Regions from separate parts of the Drosophila melanogaster genome. Here region 2 is linked to region 1. The links are chromatin contacts, called in public Hi-C maps. All regions are on one chromosome and are shown on one strand. The core of a region is the stretch at or near the end of the contact, and the rest is flanking DNA. Distances in the headings are between cores, read along the strand shown.

Region 1 (5,987 bases), core at 2,294-4,793:
TAGCTGCGTTTAGGAAGTTAAAATCGTTGTTGAGTAAGTAGGTCAAGTATTTTGATCACATAATATATAATTGCTCCTGCCACTTAACTAATTAAATAAAGACAGTTTTCTTTGTGCGCTCACCTCGACCCGCCTGTCACCCACCTGCCTCCCACCTGGGCACCCAAACGCACTCGGTGGCACTGCCAATCGCACTCGGGGATGGAGTGGCATGACCATGGATGCTGTGCCACCAATGACAATGAGATGAGAATGCCCTTGGGCTCCGTTCATAGGACGGATAGGTGGATGGACGGAGCAATGGCGATGGCGTTGGCGGGATCTTTCCGTTGGAGGCGTTTAATCTCATTCATTTTGAATAAGACCGGCTCCAGCGTATTTAGCCTGAGTACTTGTGTCAACACATTCCAAGACGGTTTCAAATTAAAAGGCCGTGTAATATGCTCCTCCGAGGGACTGTTTTTGTTTTGGTTTCCTTTTATTTTTTTGCTAGCTTCTAATGGTTTATGCCTAGACAACTGTCAATGGTCTCGGGGGCTGGGCATCGGGGGAAATTGCCTCCGGCTGACGTCAGCAACTTTTCGAGAAAGCGAAAGTAATTAAAAAAGTTTAGCCGAACGGATTTTCAAAAATATCCAATTGCTAAGCCAGACATGCAATTGATGTTTCTCAACTGCACACTCTTTGTGGCAAGTTAGAGAAATTAAAAGCTTTACTTAATTAGCCGCTCAGCAAACATGTTCTTAAACATAAGTCAATTTTGAATAAAAATTTTCAATATTCATGCTATGATTTTCTGTTTACATAGTGTAATTCTATTTAACTATCATTGTTAGAAAAGTTTAGAAAACAGTATCTTTCAAAACAGTATCTTTCGAAGGATAATTAATTCTGTATTCTAAATTATTCAAGAAATTAAGGTATAGAGGCATATTTACATACATACGTATAATATGAGGGCCTTCCCTTTAAGAGAAGTTTAAGGCAACTCGGCTACAAGGGATTGGGGCATATTGACTTTACGCGGCCTGGAAATTGGCTACGTGACTTGACAATACGAAGAAATGACGACGCGACGACGAGCTCCACGGACCTGATGATGATGGTCCTGTTGGGGACGAAGCGAAGAGCCGCATGAAATGCAAATTTGGAAACATTAACAGTGAGTGTGGAGAAGTGTGGGGAGCAGTGCGCGGGGTCAAGGAAAAAAATCACAAGGACGATGCTGGAATGGAAACAAGTTGTTGGCTTAATTTCGTCACAGCCAGCTTGTTTTCATTAACTGGCCATCGAGGAGCTATCGACTGCGTTCCGGCGCTCGTTAGGCGTATGAGCAATCGATTAAGAATAATGGGCCGTTGGAATTACATCTGCAGCACAGAGCAATCAACATTAAGATCCGATTAAACTAGGATATCCCACCGAAGAAAATAACAAGAGGATACCTTTAAAGGTGCATCGATTTTAAGTCAAATTTCGGACCGCATGTTATCAGATAAACAAGCGGGTGATAGGAATAAGAAAAATTTCAAATAAATGGTTTTTAAAAGTTATTTTAAAAAGGTTTTTGGAAAAGATTTGGATTTTGCCTTTGCTATACAATCATGACCACAATTGCACATATGTACATATATTAAAAGTTCAAGTGACATTGAGCAATAATTCTTAATCCTTTTCAATTCACGGCAAAAGACAGAATGAAACCCGCCACCCATAACTGCGGAATGAATTTTAACCCCTTTACCCTTCGTTGCTATGCGTGTCACACACATTTATATGCACAACAGGAAGTTGATTATTAAGTGCGTTCGCGAGTTGCTTCTCTTAATGCCTTATGCTGCAGTCTCTCCTGCAATCCTGCGGCATCCTTGCTGGTCCTTCTCCTTCGCTCCGTCTGTGTGGCACACGTGCGAGTGCGCCTGTCGGCAAATTTCTTTATTGCGCTTTTATTTATCTGTCGGTGCCAGTTTCAACTTCGTTTACCGCTTCAATTTATCGGCTCCATGCGAGGCAGATTCACCCGTCCGTAATTGGAGTGCGTTTTTCTGTCTTTTAGTCGCAGCCTCAAAGGCCAGGATATGTGCCACAGGCAAATTGAATTAATGAATATGCCTAGTTGTTCTTGACCTCTCAGGAAAAAACTTTTTTAACGAGCCAAAATTGCTTTATTTTATAATTTGTATAATTAAAATGTAGAGCGCGTTAATTGTTGGGGATTGAATTACTTTAAATGAATTAATTGTACAGTCTATTTTTTGTGAATAAAATCAATAATTGACGCAAATAAAAATAGGCGAGGATATTAAGATCATTAAAACTTAAATGGCTAGAAAACTGCGCCGGAAATCGATGTCGCAAGAGTTGCGATACCGCCCAATCTTACGGCTGCTCATTTGCCGGAAACGGCGCATGGCCTCGTGGATCTCCGGTACACTGATTGGCTTGACCACCTCCATGCCGCGACCCTGTGTGACCTCCGGACAGACGTGCATCATAGCCGGACTGCCTCCGGCGGAGGTCACTCGGCTGTAGGGCTCGGTCGCACGGTTGTCCGAGTTCAGGCGCGTCAGGATCGAATAGTCGACAATGGCGGCAATGGTCTCATGCGCCAGATAGGCCAAAATGTTCATTGTCGGCGTTGGGATGCGAAGGTCCGCGGGCAGGTCCAGAAAGCGGCGGAACTTGTTCTTGATCTTCTCCCCATGGCGGCAGTAGAATGACGTCTTGCGCGCCTCATTGAACTCCAGGTATTGCTGGCCCGTAAGGATCTGCGATATCCGATCTGCGCGGAATAATCTTCGCATTCGGTCCTCGTCGTGTAGCTCGTACACATCGATGGCCAGCTCCTCGTCCTCCTCCTGCTGCTCCAAGTCGTCCATGAAGTCCTGCGGCCTTCCCGTGCGGATACTAAGGAACCTTTTGAGTATGCGCATATCCTTGAGGTGCTTTCGCATCCGAGCTATCTTCACCGGATGGTTGCGCATCAGGAACTCAAAGTCCGCCTGCGACGGGCAGGGATTCTGTTTCCGCCGCATGGCCACCAGCGAAGCCTCATTGAAGATGCCGCGCAGCTGCTGCTGCAGGATCTGCTCCACCAGCTTGACACTTCCCGTCCTGGGCTGATCGCTGTCGCCGAAGCTTCGCATGATATCCGCAATCTCTGTGAGCAGTGAGACAGGTGCATCATCCGGAATGAGAACGTTGGCAACGTTGCTCCCGCTGGCACCACCGGCTACATTATGTCCAGCTAGGTTGATCTGCTGTGGCGAGGGATTCGTCGGTATGCTTCCACTTTGCAGCAGAATCACTTGGCGCTGCACAAGCAGTGGCTTGATGTCCTCGGTGGTCTGCAGTTGCGGCGTGCTGGGCGCCGAGGGCGGGGCAGGTCCAATCATTATCGGCGACGCTGCCATGTCGTTGGAACCCACGCAAACCGAGTTCTGTCGCATTACTCGCTTGGCGTTGTAGTTCATTTTATTTACAAACAAAGTCACCACTTCAATCGCAACAGCTGATTTCGTGAGAATAGATAAAACCCTTTGTGAAAGCGATGGCCTATCGTTAGGGATGAACGATAGTGTAACGCATTTGTGCGACATCCGACTTTATATAAATACTGTATATTATATATATATTATTATATATATATATATATTCAGGTAACCAGAGCGGCCGAGTATTGTGCCAAATAGAAAAATGTCAACACTTGTATTTTTATTTCCCTTAATTTGTATCTCTGCATTAAATGCAAAACAATCGGTTCAGCAAACTTCAGTTCCGAACCAGTAGTTCCACTGTAGTCTACGCACCACCATTTTTGTTTGCGGATGATAACCCGTAAAGCAAAAGACAACAAATCGGATTAAACAATTACCTTAAGATGTTCAACGGGATGGTGAGAACCATCCGCGACAGCGTCGTGGGCACCTATCCGTCCTGCCACGTATCCTCGCGGCTGGAGGAGCGCAGGGCCAAGCAGCGGGCGATGCGACAGGAGCGTAGACGAAAACCGGACAAACCAGACGACTTTGTTACTTACGAGGATTCCGGCAGCGACGAGGAGACGCCCCAACAGCAGGAGGAGGTCCTGAACACATCCTACAACCTGTGCGACTACCTGCGCAGCCGGGAGAGTGGACTCCGAGATGTGGGTATATGTTGTGAAGTCGCACCACTTGCATTGCTAACGTGAACTTTGTCCCACCATCCTCTGCAGCGTCGCAGTGTCAATGTGGAGTACACCAGCCGCTATGTGCTAACCCACGACATGCTGCGCGAGACGCAGATTAGTCTGGGCTACATCAACAAGGTCTTCTGCTCCAAGTGGCTGAGCAGTCGACAAGTGGTTTTCGGGACCAAGTGCAATAAACTGCTCGTCTACGATGTGAACATGCGCCGGGTGGACGCCATCCCAACGCTCTCAAATAGCCGGGCAAACCATCCTGAGGTCCAGGGTGGCCTGCATGCCATCGAGCTGTCGCCCAGCCGATCCTTCCTAGCCACCGGTGCGCGCAACTCCTCCGATATTGCTGTTTACCGACTGCCTACGCTGGATCCCGTCTGTGTGGGCGAGGGTGGGCACCGCGACCTTATAATGGGCATGTGCTGGCTGGATGACCAGTTTCTTGTGTCCGGATCGAAGGACTCGCGCATGGCTCTGTGGCGCATCAACGAGGATCACATGGAGTTTCCAGATGGCGGCGAGGAAGCGTGTCCCACATTCGCAACCATCCACCCCCTTAGTGTCAAGGAAGTTCGCACTGCCCAGAGGGTGAGCTTATGAATGCAAATCAAATCAAAGAACCATTTTATCAATAAGATCTTTTACAGATTCGATCTCTTTGCTTCAACAAGGAGTTTAAGGAGATCGCCGCCCTCTCGCTGAACGGATACATTCACATCTTCAATGCGGAGACCTTCAAGCAGACACTCTCACGAAAGCTGCCAAACTGCCAGGACAACGTGAGCATCGCCTACCACAGCGACGGCCTTTATGCCGTTGGATGCCGTTCCTATACCATCCTTTTGGACGCCCGAACCCTTCAAACCATTAAGAAGATCACATCTCGATACAGTGGCTGCGGTATACGGGCGACTTCGTTCGAAGGTAACCTGCTCACCGTTGGCACGGGTCTGGGCATGCTCCTATTCTACGACATTCGAGCCGGAAAGTATTTGGAGAGCAGTGTGAATGCCTCGCGCACAGTCGCACTCAAGTGCAGCAAAGGAATTGTGGTAAGTGAAGAGGTTACAGTTCCACAAAATACACCAATTCACCTAACTGTTTTGTACATTTCAGTATCCGGAGGATGAGATGGATGGCTTCCAGCAGGTGAAGTATGTGCCCGCCATCTACACCCACTGCTATGACAGCACTAGGATGCGCCTCTTCGCTGCAGGAGGACCACTGCCGGCGACTTTGGTGGGCAACTATGCGGGCGTTTGGCAATAGATTGGCATAGGATCCGATCCGGGCTCACAATACTGATTAGTATTTAAGTAGTTATTCGACTTGTGATCTTTAATCTTTTGGCGCATTTCGATTCAAATCGTTCACCTGCATATGTATTCCGCCAAGACAGAATTTTTATTTAACTTGATTACTCACTTTTGGTTTTAATGAAATTTATGTAAGATTTATGTTAATGATATTTTATATTGTGTGTAAACAATATACACCGTTTAAAAGTGTAAATGTAAGCATAAATACCGATCCTATTTATATATAGTACATACAATACAAATAATGGAATACTAATTTATAGACAATGCATCTGATTTATAGTCTGATCTATATGGTAATAGAATTTCAAATTAAACAAACCATTGAAAAACATTGTTTTTAAATATATGCAAAGGCTTTCTTCAATCTACAACGCGCATATTGCCGGTGGTGCTGTATAGGGCACTCAACACAACGGGTGTGGACAAATTACAAGAGTGTACAAAGTACGATGTGCCAAACAGCAACGAGCAATTTTAAAATA
Region 2 (5,987 bases), core at 1,390-3,889, 110 kb before region 1:
TTCATATTAGTAGACTCTCGCAGCGCACACACATCATGATCGGGGAAAGTCCCATGGTGTTCTGTGCATAAATTTTCATCAGCCTAAAAGCGTGCAACTAAGTCTTTCGCTTTCTTTCCCAAGCAATTTAGATGTTGACGCTCCACTTTTTACTCTGTATTTTTCTTTTGTTAATGCCTTGATTTCGGTTTGTCTGCTCCACTCCACCGCCCAAAATGTGGGTCAGCTTTTTTTCCATTTCACTTCGGGTTGGCTTGCTAATTTGGACCCAGAATTTTGGGGCCAAAGAACTTGCTAATTGAATTAAATTGTTTCCTAATTGTTGTCGAGTTTCGATTTCTTTAAGTTCAGTGTTATGCTAAATATGAAGGTGGAAAAGTTTCCACTTCCTTGAATTGTAATACTGTAATGCTTTTAGGCAATTTTAAAAATAAGTAGGAATATACGCACAGTGCGAGATGGGAAATAATCTACTAATTTTTAAGCTTTTAATAATCACGAACATTGGGCCATTGTCTGTTTTTCGATGTCATAGTGTTAAATATTGGTTGAATATTTATTTATGAGAGTTTCGATAGGAGAGATATCGACCGCCAATGTTTACCGCCCTTCATACACCGAATTAAAATTTTATTTTAAACTAAATTCCCCCAAAATTAGTTGTTTCCGGCTGTTACTCCATTGGGAATTATCTGATAATACCACATCGCGAACAAACATGCAGTGGCACACAGTCTCACTCGTTGGCCAGCGCCATATTCCGCAAACAATTCATCATTTATGCCAAATAGTGTGTTGCCTGCACAAATTATAAACCGAACTACTGAATGCCGATTTGATAAGCTGATTTATGCTTCATGTTTAGTCTGCGGCTGCCCCGGTTCCATTGATTTGCACTCTCGGTTGACAGGGAAATCATTAGGCTAATGTGATTGAGGGGCAAGTGGTATGGCGCGGAGTGGATGAGAATGCCAAATGTAAACACAAATATTGGAATTGGCAAACAAAATCGAGCTGGGCACATAAATTAAACGGGAAATCGGTAATCCCACCGAATCCCGGCTACAGCTGAAATTGTCCGATATGCAAAGTCAGCTCGCTCGGCGATAACAAATGCGGAGCAATTATGGCCGCATTAGGCATATGCCCAAGTGGTCAAGTGTGTGGGGGTTTTTTGGAGTGCATCGCAAGGATTTGCATAAATCCCACCACATTTATTCAATAAGCAAACCACACAGAACAGAACACAAGCACTTGACTCGGCTGGGAGACCACTTAATAAACCACTCGGACGGGTTAAAAGAGTCTCTCCCCAAATGCTGATTGCCCGCACAGTTGGCATTGATTTACGGGTGGACTATACACAGAAACTCAGCTCCATCTTCCCTTCCACTTGCCATCCCAGTCCCAATACCATTCCCATTCCCGGCCCCGATTCCAATCGGGTATGCAAATCGAATACAACTAAATGTAAACACATACAACTGCATTTCAAGATGGCAACCTTCGTTGGTTGTTCCAATTCTATTTTCCGATTTGATTTCGCAAGGGTTCAAATGCCTCGTTTTCTGGGCTGGAGAGGATTTGGGGGGGATTTCGGACGACTGGATGTCTGGCAGACATTCTCAGGAAACTTTTGCCTGAACGGCTTAACTTTTTTGCACGTGTAGTTGGCCAGCAGGAGCTCTTAGAAGTGGTGGTCGCTGTACGGGGACGAGAACCCACTTTTAGTTAAATTTGCAAAAAAAAAAAAAAAGAGAACACATCTTTTATTCTTGGCAATCCCCTGAAATGTTTTCTTTGCCCAGAAGTTTCCTAATTTACCATTGACTCGAGATTGGACCAAGCAATCGGCTTAAGCCTAATGAATCACTCTGTTTCTGAATCTTTTAAAACAATTTCAAGATGAGCTGTCCTAGTCAAGGTCCCAGTAGAACAATAACTCTGCACCCACATCAAGGAACATGATCGACTGTCCAGCGACATGTAAATGAGATGGAAAACCTTGACGGCAGTTCAACCAGGTAGATTAACACCAACCGTTAACGCCCATTTTTCAGGCAGCAGACAACAATGGGCCATAAACGCATTAAGGTAATGGCAAACAAAACGGAGTTAACACAACAGGCAAAAGATGGATCGCGTCCACGAAGTCACACCTGCGATCTGACTAGCCACAACATGTTCGAGCTCAAACCGCACTTTGAAGTTCGAGCCTCGTTTGTCATCTGCGCAGGCGCCACCACACGCATGCGATCAGTGATGCTTATCTGGCCAATTTCCGTTCAAAAATACACAGGGCTTGTAAGTTGGCCAGCACTACTGAATAGAGAAATTAACATTTATTTTATTTAAAAGTTAAGTAATGCCTTTATTATTACAAATATTATTATTATATTTTATATATACCTGTCTCATATTTATTGTTTTATATAGTTGTAGCTGATCTTAAAATGGTAACAACTTTGTATGCTAAAATAACCTTCTTTCTAGAGACAACTCACAAGTGTGAAACTATCGCCGTCTTCCAACATGTTCGACTTCGAGCCTCGGCGGCTGCATTTCTTCGGTTCGATTCCAGGCCCATCGCGAAGACGGTAAAATGGGTCAGGCTATAAAAGCTGAAGTTCAAGGCGATCGCCGTTTCAGACAACTTTAGCAGCCGTCACAGCAACACCTCCATTTAAAGCCAGTAACCACCAGCTGTAGTGCCCAGTTAAAGCCGAACACTCTCGAATCGAAATTAACGAAAGAAAGTTGCCATCGATCCGACTGTCTCAGAAAGAGAGAGCAATTTTCGTGTGCAAAGTTTTTGGGTGAATTTTTAAGTGAATTGTGTGCTTGACAATCGCGTGCTGAAATCTGCACTTTTTCTAGTGCGACCAGCCAAACTAACTCAGCTGCAGCTGTAATTAAAATTTAAATTGCTTCGAGCTCGACAAATTAACAGACTGCAGATAAATAGACAGGTAAGAGGAATGTTTCAATGGAAACAGGATATTGAAGTCATTTTAGTGCCATTGAAGTGGCATTAATTCAATGACCGAAATAAATGTTTTTTCTGGGCAAATTGATAAAATCAAACGTTTATTAAGATAGATATATGCACAGAAAACACTTATTTTTGTTGACAAAGATTGTTTTCATTCAAGTTTTATTTGGTATATATTTCAAGTCATAACCCAAATCATGCATATTTATTGTTGTAGGGTAAAAAAAACGGCATTCTTCTAAAATGTGCACCACTTAGTGTATGTTAAAAAGATTATTTTCAACATCGATAGAAATTATAAAAAAAAAAAAAAACTATAAATCAATTTAAACACCGAAAACAACAACGGCTAATTCGCAACGCAAATACTGCAGTGCGTTCAACTAGAATTTCGTAGTAGAAAGTTATTGACAATTGATCGACTGCCACTATTTGGCCTCGAGTCGTGTCGTGCGTTTGTTTGTCGAACAAATTGGGGCTATATGGCAAGAGCCAAATATTTGGGTCAGGCCAAAAAGAAATAACAGAACTCGGGGCATAAATCCAGCAATGAAAAAGGCAACAGCCGGGCAGTAGCGGAAAGAGAGGAGATTTTCTGTTAAACGAGTTAACAACTTTGCATGAAAAAGCAAACAGAAACCCATCGACTGGACGGAGGGGCATGCACATGTCAAAGCGTTCGAAACCAGGGGGTTCTCTTTCGAGCCGGGAGGGGCCTTCCATTTCGTTGACGAGGTGCGATGAGGTGCGTCGGGCACAAAAAAAAAACACACACGCCCATGCACACGCACACGGAGATGTGCATTCAGCCAAGTTCTTTTCAAGTCAAACAACCAACACATCGTGCACCGATGATGGCCGCCCACTGACCCAAATGGGCGCCTGTTGACTGCCGCTCCAAAGAATTTTGGTTTTGAGTGCTCAGGAGAAGGCAGCCACACACCCCACTTTCAGGTGGAGAAGTCTTGCGGCCGTTTTGTCTGTGGCCTTGATTCGATGTGGGTATCCGACTTCGTTCCGTCTCTGTCTCTGTCTCGGAATCGGAATATCTCTCTCCGCTGTGGATAGCCCAATTAACGCCTGCCTTTTGGCCAAGACTTTGGCCAACTCCCATAGAAAATATATTTATTTAATTGCCTGTAAAAAGGATAAAATTGTCTGCTTTTTGTTTAACCATTCGCCTTGTGTGCACTTCTAGACTCTTTGCCTTTTTCTGCCTTGAAGCAAGTATTTTTCGTTTTTTTTTTTTTTTTTTTTTTTTTAACTTTCATTCATTGACCGCCGTTTGTTGCTTTTGGCATTTTGCGGTTGTCGTTGTCAGGCTGAGCGAGGTGAAAGTTTTTCTTTGGAGCTGTTAAGTCGTGTTTAATACAGTTTATGTTTGGTCCGTTCGGATACGAGCCAAACTGAATCGGTTTTCAATTCCAAGCAGGCTAGATAATGTGTTTTGCTTAAGAAAACTGCACTACTATTTGTGGATTAAACAAAGCGAAGCTCAACAATGGCAGTTGCAATTTGTCCATCAAATGCAGCTGACTGATAACCATAATGGCTGTGGAAATTGCAAGTGCAATTGGTTCTGCTTTCGTGCAGCCTTAAGTTGTTTGTCATTTTGCCCACTGCCGACTGGGTTTCGGGGTCAGTAAAACTTTCCAGAAGAAGTTTTCTCTGCAAAAAGTGAACCGTTGTATAGCTCATCCCGCCCTGGGATTGCATCACGGCTTAGGGTCTTACTCAATAATCAATCGACACCGCTCACATTAAAATGCAGCACAGTTACTGCGCATTTTGGCCAATTGACAGCTGGTTAGCGGTTTTCTGTCAGGGGTTGCTGACCACCGCGTCAGTGGAAACGAAAGACTTAAGGCACAAACTCGCTAGAAAGCCGCTGGGCATTCCAATTAAGGTTAAGCACTCGACGGCAGGCAATTGCCGAGCTTAAGCACTTAATTAAGTTTTTATTTTGTGTTATTTTTCTTGGTCAATAAACCTTGGCTTGATTCTGGGCGAAAAGAAAGTGAAATGTGAATTTTTCGAGGCTGCCTGAGTTTCTCTCAGCCGGAAACCTGTCCGTGACCGTCCAGAAACCCGGCTGAGCCCCGCAGAATGACTCAGGGCCCTCCTATCCAGCCGATCCACTCCCAGAAACCCAAGACGACGACGAAGAGCTTGCTCACTTACCGCAAATCACGAACGTTTTGCCGCTTTCTCATCATCATTATCATCATCATCATCTTTGACTTTGACCAAGGAGCCAGTGGAGCGTGCTTTGGCACGAGACCGCAAACGAAAATGAAAATAAATATCTGAGAGACGAGCACATAAATTACAATGATATTTCTGGGCAAAGAACTCGGTTATTGTTACACCCCCGCCTCCGTGACTCGAAAAATTGTTTCTCTTTGTGGCCGTTTGCGGTTTCCACACTTTCTAATTTGCGACTTTTGACCAACGGCAAGTGTAATTGCTGCTCTCGTTTTATTTTGTTATTGAAATAGTTATATTGCCCGTTGTTTGTGAAGATGTTTAATTGCCGTTTTAAGCCAGGCCATGAAAGTAAGAGTTGCGTGCAAAGATTCCAATTAGAGTTGCGTGTTTTCTTTTTAACAAGAGAGAAAGAAGGCGGCCGAAGATAACGAGGGAACTAGCCAGCTTGCCAGTAGAATTATGTCATAAACGGCCAGAGTGGCGATATCGATGTGACTAATTTGATCATCACAATTTCCACGGCTAATTTCCCACAATCAATAAAATTTCTCTGCCACACATTCCAGCTATTAATTACCATTATCTTAGCCACTAATCGCTGATTCACGTTCAAAGCCACAGTCTCCCGCTCAAACAGCTTTCTAAATTTACATGGCCACCATAATTTCCACGGAACTGGGTCGCATTGTGTCACAAGCCATCAAAACTCGACTCTTCGGAGCCGTGAGATGGAGTTGCCCGATTAATCAATGGCCGCACAATTTACATTTCCACGCTGACCCATTCT

What was found. Hi-C and Micro-C count contacts between places; a contact is called where the count stands out from the background.
Region 2: a Hi-C map of the Kc167 cell line shows a contact between it and region 1, with 2.7 times the contacts expected there. A contact is called at or near these places in 5 of 107 Hi-C or Micro-C datasets (the Clone 8 cell line, the Kc167 cell line, the OSC cell line and 1 more).

The regions. Positions count from the first base shown.
Region 1 is chr3R:12,014,712-12,020,698 of dm6, reverse strand. It overlaps Spt3, which reads right to left and starts at 3,543. Exons shown (of 1, transcript NM_141889.4): 1 at 2,149-3,543. The coding sequence starts at 3,473. The coding sequence ends at 2,319. DCAF12 (DDB1 and CUL4 associated factor 12) reads left to right here and starts at 3,668. Exons shown (of 4, transcript NM_001275566.1): 1 at 3,668-4,147; 2 at 4,217-4,771; 3 at 4,831-5,235; 4 at 5,300-5,756. The coding sequence starts at 3,881. The coding sequence ends at 5,452. GCC185 (GRIP and coiled-coil domain containing 185 kDa) reads right to left here. Exons shown (of 5, transcript NM_001104285.2): 5 at 5,640-5,987.
Region 2 is chr3R:12,124,853-12,130,839 of dm6, reverse strand. It overlaps CG4702, which reads left to right and starts at 2,639. Exons shown (of 5, transcript NM_141899.4): 1 at 2,639-2,969.